Regions from separate parts of the Mus musculus genome. Here region 2 is linked to region 1. Evidence: chromatin contacts called from public HiChIP or PLAC-seq data. All regions are on one chromosome and are shown on one strand. Each heading gives the region's core, a stretch centred on a gene start, on an enhancer-like site or on the middle of the called end of the contact. The rest is flanking DNA. Distances are from core to core; before and after follow the strand shown. Region 1 overlaps Lhx9 (LIM homeobox protein 9). Region 2 overlaps Crb1 (crumbs family member 1, photoreceptor morphogenesis associated).

The links. HiChIP or PLAC-seq counts read pairs in DNA pulled down with a chosen protein or histone mark.
Region 2: an H3K4me3 HiChIP or PLAC-seq map of craniofacial prominence shows a contact between it and region 1, with 4 times the contacts expected there. The contact joins two enhancer-like sites. A contact is called at or near these places in 8 of 39 promoter capture datasets (HPC-7-derived erythroid cells, embryonic stem cells, hippocampal neurons and 4 more), 1 of 15 datasets of contacts at CTCF or cohesin (stem cell-derived epiblast-like cells), 5 of 484 Hi-C or Micro-C datasets (embryonic fibroblasts, embryonic stem cells and ventricular fibroblasts), 12 of 115 datasets of contacts at active chromatin or transcription factors (bone marrow-derived macrophages, craniofacial prominence, embryonic basal ganglia and 7 more) and 4 of 9 other capture datasets (adipose tissue, embryonic stem cells, liver and 1 more).

What each region holds. Positions count from the first base shown.
Region 1 is chr1:138,830,047-138,832,858 of GRCm38.p6, forward strand. It overlaps Lhx9 (LIM homeobox protein 9), which reads right to left. Exons shown (of 5, transcript NM_001042577.1): 4 at 2,656-2,812; 5 at 898-1,578. The coding sequence ends at 1,321. Among named protein-coding and RNA genes, the nearest start is that of Lhx9, 11 kb to the right of the region's middle. Within about 2 kb of position 1,450, at least 52 of the 459 cell types and tissues checked have an H3K27ac peak or open chromatin away from gene starts, as enhancers often do. A contact at or near this core is called in craniofacial prominence, where this site is marked.
Region 2 is chr1:139,245,849-139,248,660 of GRCm38.p6, forward strand. It overlaps Crb1 (crumbs family member 1, photoreceptor morphogenesis associated), which reads right to left. Exons shown (of 12, transcript NM_133239.2): 6 at 2,271-2,812. Among named protein-coding and RNA genes, the nearest start is that of Gm41960, 80 kb to the left of the region's middle. Within about 2 kb of position 1,408, at least 4 of the 459 cell types and tissues checked have an H3K27ac peak or open chromatin away from gene starts, as enhancers often do. A contact at or near this core is called in craniofacial prominence, where this site is marked.

The DNA of each region.
Region 1 (2,812 bases), core at 200-2,699:
TCTTAACAATCCACTAAAGCAAGACATAGATCTTGACTTCTTTTTTTTTATTATTTTAGGAAATCCACAATCTAGTTGTTTTATTATTTTTTTTAACTACAACAGAAGCAGATAGATGAACATTCACCACTGCCCAGACCATTAAGATTTCACCTCAAATTAAAAGAAAAAAATTTGCTAACTGTAAACTAGGAAATATAGTCAGCCTGGCATCCACAAGGCTTCTGAGTTTATCTACTTAAGAGTCACAACTTCACATCTGTAATGTTAAAAAGATATTATACATAAATCAATCTGTGCCAAAATAAAATAAAGGAAAACCAAATAATTCTCATTGTTGGTATTAGTTTACTAAGTTGGTTTAAAAAAACAGAAAAAGAAAGAAAGAAAAGAAGTTATGTAGAATGCCAGATACAATATCATGGTACAGCTGAAGCCAATTAATCAAGTATTAATTAAATTATGCCAATATTTTTACTTCTTAAAAATTGTATTTTGCTTATTTCCATTTCTCGAGGAAAATCATGATAAAATACAAAGAATAGTTTCAGTCAGAGACTGGCTGAGTTTTCTTTGTGTGTGTGTGTGTGTGTGTGTGTGTGTGTGTGTGTGTTTGGGAGGTCAAAAGTATAGAATTTCAAATTCTAAGTGTAATTTTCAGGGAGTTTAAGTTTTGTTTTGTTTTGTTTTTAAGCAATAAAGCGTTGGGATGGGGACTATACAACTCTAACAGCAGGAAGTAACATTCCTGAGTCAGACAGCCCACCCAGTTAATCATTACTATTTAAAACTGATATTAGCATTTTTGTTTAATTATAGTCTTCACTTGAATTAGTAGTTCAAGTTAAAAAACAGTAATAATATATTTGATTTTTAAAAATTTCTTTAATATAAGCATTTTTAATTGTAAGAAAAATCAATTAATAACCTGATCACAGGAAAAGGAATATAATTCGCCCATCGTAATACCATTTTTTCCCTTCGAGATTCTGGAAATAAGTAACATACAATTTTAAGAGGCACTTATTAGAATGATTCAAAATCTTCCCTTACCAACTGAAAAAAAAACTGATTAAAGAAAAAAGGTCAAATACATCTTGCAGACCAAATTTGTTCATTTAAAAGCGACAATACTGTAAACTCATAGCCAAGTGGTGTAGATGCTACACACCAAGCTGCTATTTTATTCCCCAAATATCTTGTGGGTTAGAAGGAAAAAAAGTCTTGTAAATAATAAAATAATAATATTAGAATAATAATAAAAAGAGAAAGAATTCTTTAAAAAACAAAAAACAAAAAACAAAACCAAAAAAACCAATGTTAGAAAAGGTTCGTTAAGGTAGTTTGTGAGGGGCTTCCGGGTTCGTGGCTGTCCATGTTAGAGGTCACAGTTGTCACTACAGTGACAGTGGGATTGGTCAGGTCTGTTAAAGTGGTCGCAGTGCCGGGTGGAGTGAGAGCGCCGCTGTCTGCTGAGGGCGGGGCCGGAAGCGACGTGCCGTCAGCTTTATCAACACCCCCATTCTCCTGCCGCAAAAGGTTCCTTCTGAATTTGGCTCGTGCGTTTTGGAACCAAACCTGCAAACCAATCCCAATTGATTTCTTTATCGATTTTTTTTTAAGTTCTTTTCTCTCTTCCTTTTTTTTTTTTTTTCTCTTTTTCTTTTCTTTCCTCTATTTCTCCTTTTAGATATTTTTTTTTCTTGGAAAGAAAGTGGACTTTTTCTACTTCTTTCAAAATAAACTAATTCCAGTAGTAGAATAGATTTATACTCTCTTAATTTATATATTCCTGAATTAAATGTGCCACTTGGGATAACTGATGCTGAAACGGAGATACTACAAGAAACAAAGGCATGGAATCTAGGGGGAAATATACCATCCCTCAAAAGAATAGGGAAAAACGAGGTCATTAAATAAAAGTGTCAAAGTAGGAACTACTCACTTGAAGGGAACACCAGAAAGTTTAAGCCGGTTGCTAGTCTGTCACCTGACAAATTCTGTGCAAACTCTTCCCAGTCACAGACCCCAAACTACCAGAGAAGCACAGGAGAGCAGAAAATGTCTGCTATTGGTCACTGAGGGGGAGATGGCAGGTCGCTCATGGCAACCCTGTGTAATCTTATAAATCTTCCCAAAAGTCTGGGAACGAAATTCAACACCAGGAAGAATTCCTGGTTTTTTAATTACGAATTGGTAAAATGGAAAAATTCCTACTCTAACAGCTTACTGAGATACTAGCCTTATTTTTGACTGCTCAAGGGCTAGGGTCGGGCCACTTGAATTCGGAAAGTCATAACATAGGGGTGGGCTGCCAAGATTTTGTGGATATGGGACAGTAGATCCTTAGAAACTAGTACACTAAACCCGACTTGAGAGGGTATCTCTACAGGCAATACTTGTTTAAGTATTGCCACGGATACAGCAATGAGGTTTTGGAGCCCACCTCTGCATCTGTAGGGAGAATGTGAATCCTGGATGTCTATCCATCCCTGAGTTCCCTCCAGGAAGTCCCTGTAGGAAGATTACTAAGGAAGGAGCCGACTAGGAAGCAGAGTAGGAAATAGTCATGTCCAAGTGATTAGGGAAGAGAACCGGTCAAGGTCAGGGGGAAGGGAGGAGATATAAACAAAGCCAATGACGGATGTGGCTTACCTGTAAAACTCTTTTGGTCAGGCCTGTTTTTTGAGCAAGCTGTTTGAGGTCCTTGGCATCTGGGTTATGGTTGATAGCAAAGTAGGATTTCATGGTCCGGAGCTGGTGATGCTTGAAAGAAGTTCGCATCCGTTTGGTCTTCTGTGAAGGTGGATAA
Region 2 (2,812 bases), core at 158-2,657, 420 kb after region 1:
TAAAGGGTCACAGCATTAGGAAGGTTGAGAACAACTGCTTTAGACCAATATCCCAGAAGACCTTCTTCTAACACATAATGCAAGACATACAATGTTATCACTGCAGGCAGTTCAGGTTGTTACAGAAACCTTATGGGGGGCATAAATGACTTGAGATCAGTTTCAAGATATTGGCAATGTCTATCTACATTTTGTATCATTCAGATAACTCCACCCTTTATTCAACATGCCTTCTTCTTTCATTGGGTTTAACACTGGCAAGCATTGTTCCAAAATCATTGTTTGAGAACTGGAGAGGTGACTCAGTGGTTAAAAGTATGAGCTGTCCTTGTAGAGGACCAAGGTTTGATCCCAATACCCACATCAGGCAGCTCAAAACTGTCATTAACTCCTGTTCCAGGGGAATCTCCACTCACCTGGTGCAGAAGCATACACTCAGACCCACACACATAGAATAATAAAATACATCTTTAAAAAATTGTTACTTTGATGGCTTCCCCTCTTGATTTTTAGTGTGCCTCATCCTGAATATGCATATAGAATGGCTCTATATGTATATAGAGTCTCATTTGGAGTCTTAAGTGTGTGTGTGTGTGTTTAAGGAATAAAATACAGAAAATATTTCCTTATGGATCTCAGCAATAAAGAATACTTTAACTTTATGATCTCAGGGTCACATGAAAAATATAACTTTCTTTTAAAATTCTCCTCCTAAATTTTCAGAAGTGAAGGGTTTTATGAAATTCCTGCCCTATAATCATTTGATATCAAATGTTGAGCTAAACAGTTTCAAACTGTGAAAATAGAAGATTTAATCACACTTTGTATAAGGGTAGGGGATATAGTTACACTCGGTGTGAGTGGAGGGGTGTAATCACACTATTTGGGGGAATATGGAAAGTGTAACCAAATCAGGAATTTTGTTTCAAAAGTTCATTATTTTCCAAGTTGGAAAAAAAAATGTAAAGAAAACCAGAACCTGCTGGCTTGGCATCTCTCGAATCTATTTCCTAGGACAGTCAGCATTCCCAGGTCAGTGCTAACCTCAAGGGTCACCGCATCTGGAAGCCAGTCAAAATTAGTCCGCATCTGTTTGTTATTTTGTATATGTAGTAAAAATATTGCTTTGGGTCAATTAGATTTTTCTTCAAAACGTGAACCATTGCCTCGGCATAATTTCACCTTTAAAAATAATCACAAAACAACTTGCCACGCCATTTAAAATATTGCGCGGAGCAGCAGATGCCATGCCTCATTGTCAAGCAGGTCCATGATTGTAATGAATATTGTGGTTAGGGGAAAACCTGCGAATAGTTTCTAATAATTCTTAGCCATTGAACATGGAGTAGAGTATAGGCTACGGCTGGTTTTAATTTTCCTTCATACGGAACAGCGTAGCCTATTTGCCATATGTTGTTCTTCTTGGACTCATTCTAAAATGCTAGAGTAAATTGCAGCTGAACTTCAAAGCAGTCTGTTAGAGTTCCCTTTCAGCCCTCTCAATACATGATAATAATAATAAAAGTGAGCAGGTATGTATTGATCGCTATTGATGGCAGCCTTCAGAGTGATGTCAAAAGTGAGGGATTGGAAATCCACTTCAAACTGATTCACTAGAGGAATCACGGATCTGTGCGTGACAACTACCAAGTTTTCCTGATAATACAGTTCATGTCTTCTTGCTTTTTCCGACTGAAGACATCTCTCCTCTTTAGAAAACAAGGCCTTTTAGGAGACAGTCTTGACTAGAACTGATGGCTTGTCAACATGCTAATCTTAACCACGATTCTTACGGAAGTATGAGTTACACAGAGAGATCAGCAAAGGGTTTATTCACTGAGACTCTAGCAAGCACAAGGTGTGGTATTAGTACGTGGCAGTAACTAGTTTTTCTGTCCAAAACTCCCCTTTCTCTAAAAGATGACATCTTGTACAAAGAACTAAAGTTTTCTATATATTTCTGATACACAATGAATGGCAAATTGCTAAGAGCATTTTGCTAACTAGATAAAACACCACATTAATTGGAGTTATTTGCTTATTGTTATTATTATTAATTTTACTTTTCAGCCCAAAAAAGCTCAGCTATCCTATGAAACCCACTCATAATTAATACATATCATGACTATGCCATTTTATCTCATTAGTGAACAAATACCAGCATAAGTCCTGAGGGGTCCTTATGTTTCCTAACAGGGGACGGCACCCTGGGTGATTAGAGATGGCTCTGCTCAGAGGCACAGCACTCTGGGGCACCCCACTCCTCTCACCTTTCAGGCAGTTGGAGCCTGTATAGGGCCTGTCACATTCACACTGATAACCCTGCCACAAGTTGATGCAGCGTCCTCTGTTTTGACAGGGTTGACTTTCACACCAGTCCTTTCCCAGGCAGCCTGCTTTAACATTTGATGACAGGCCAGATGAAACGTTCTCCAGAGTAATGTGATTCAAATCAAATCTAATGTCTTGGAGACAGCCTACAAAGGAAGGTGTGGACGGCACATTATAGATGTTAAGCACAGACACACTGTTGTTGGCTGTCCCCATTGGTAAGCCACCCAAAAAAGAGTCCTGCAAAGCACATATTGATTGATGATTCTCAACTGGAACAGAAGACTTGGTGGTGCACTTCTCCTTGCAGGAGCCGCCAACTAGGGCAAGGGTTAGAGTTTCTGCGATTGTTACCTCCACGAAATGCCATTCTCCATCACTGGTGTTGTGAGAAATAGACAGGAGCACCTTTAACTGATTCCAGACTTCAATTGATAAGTGAACACAACCATTCAGCAACTCCAGCTTCATAGACACGTCC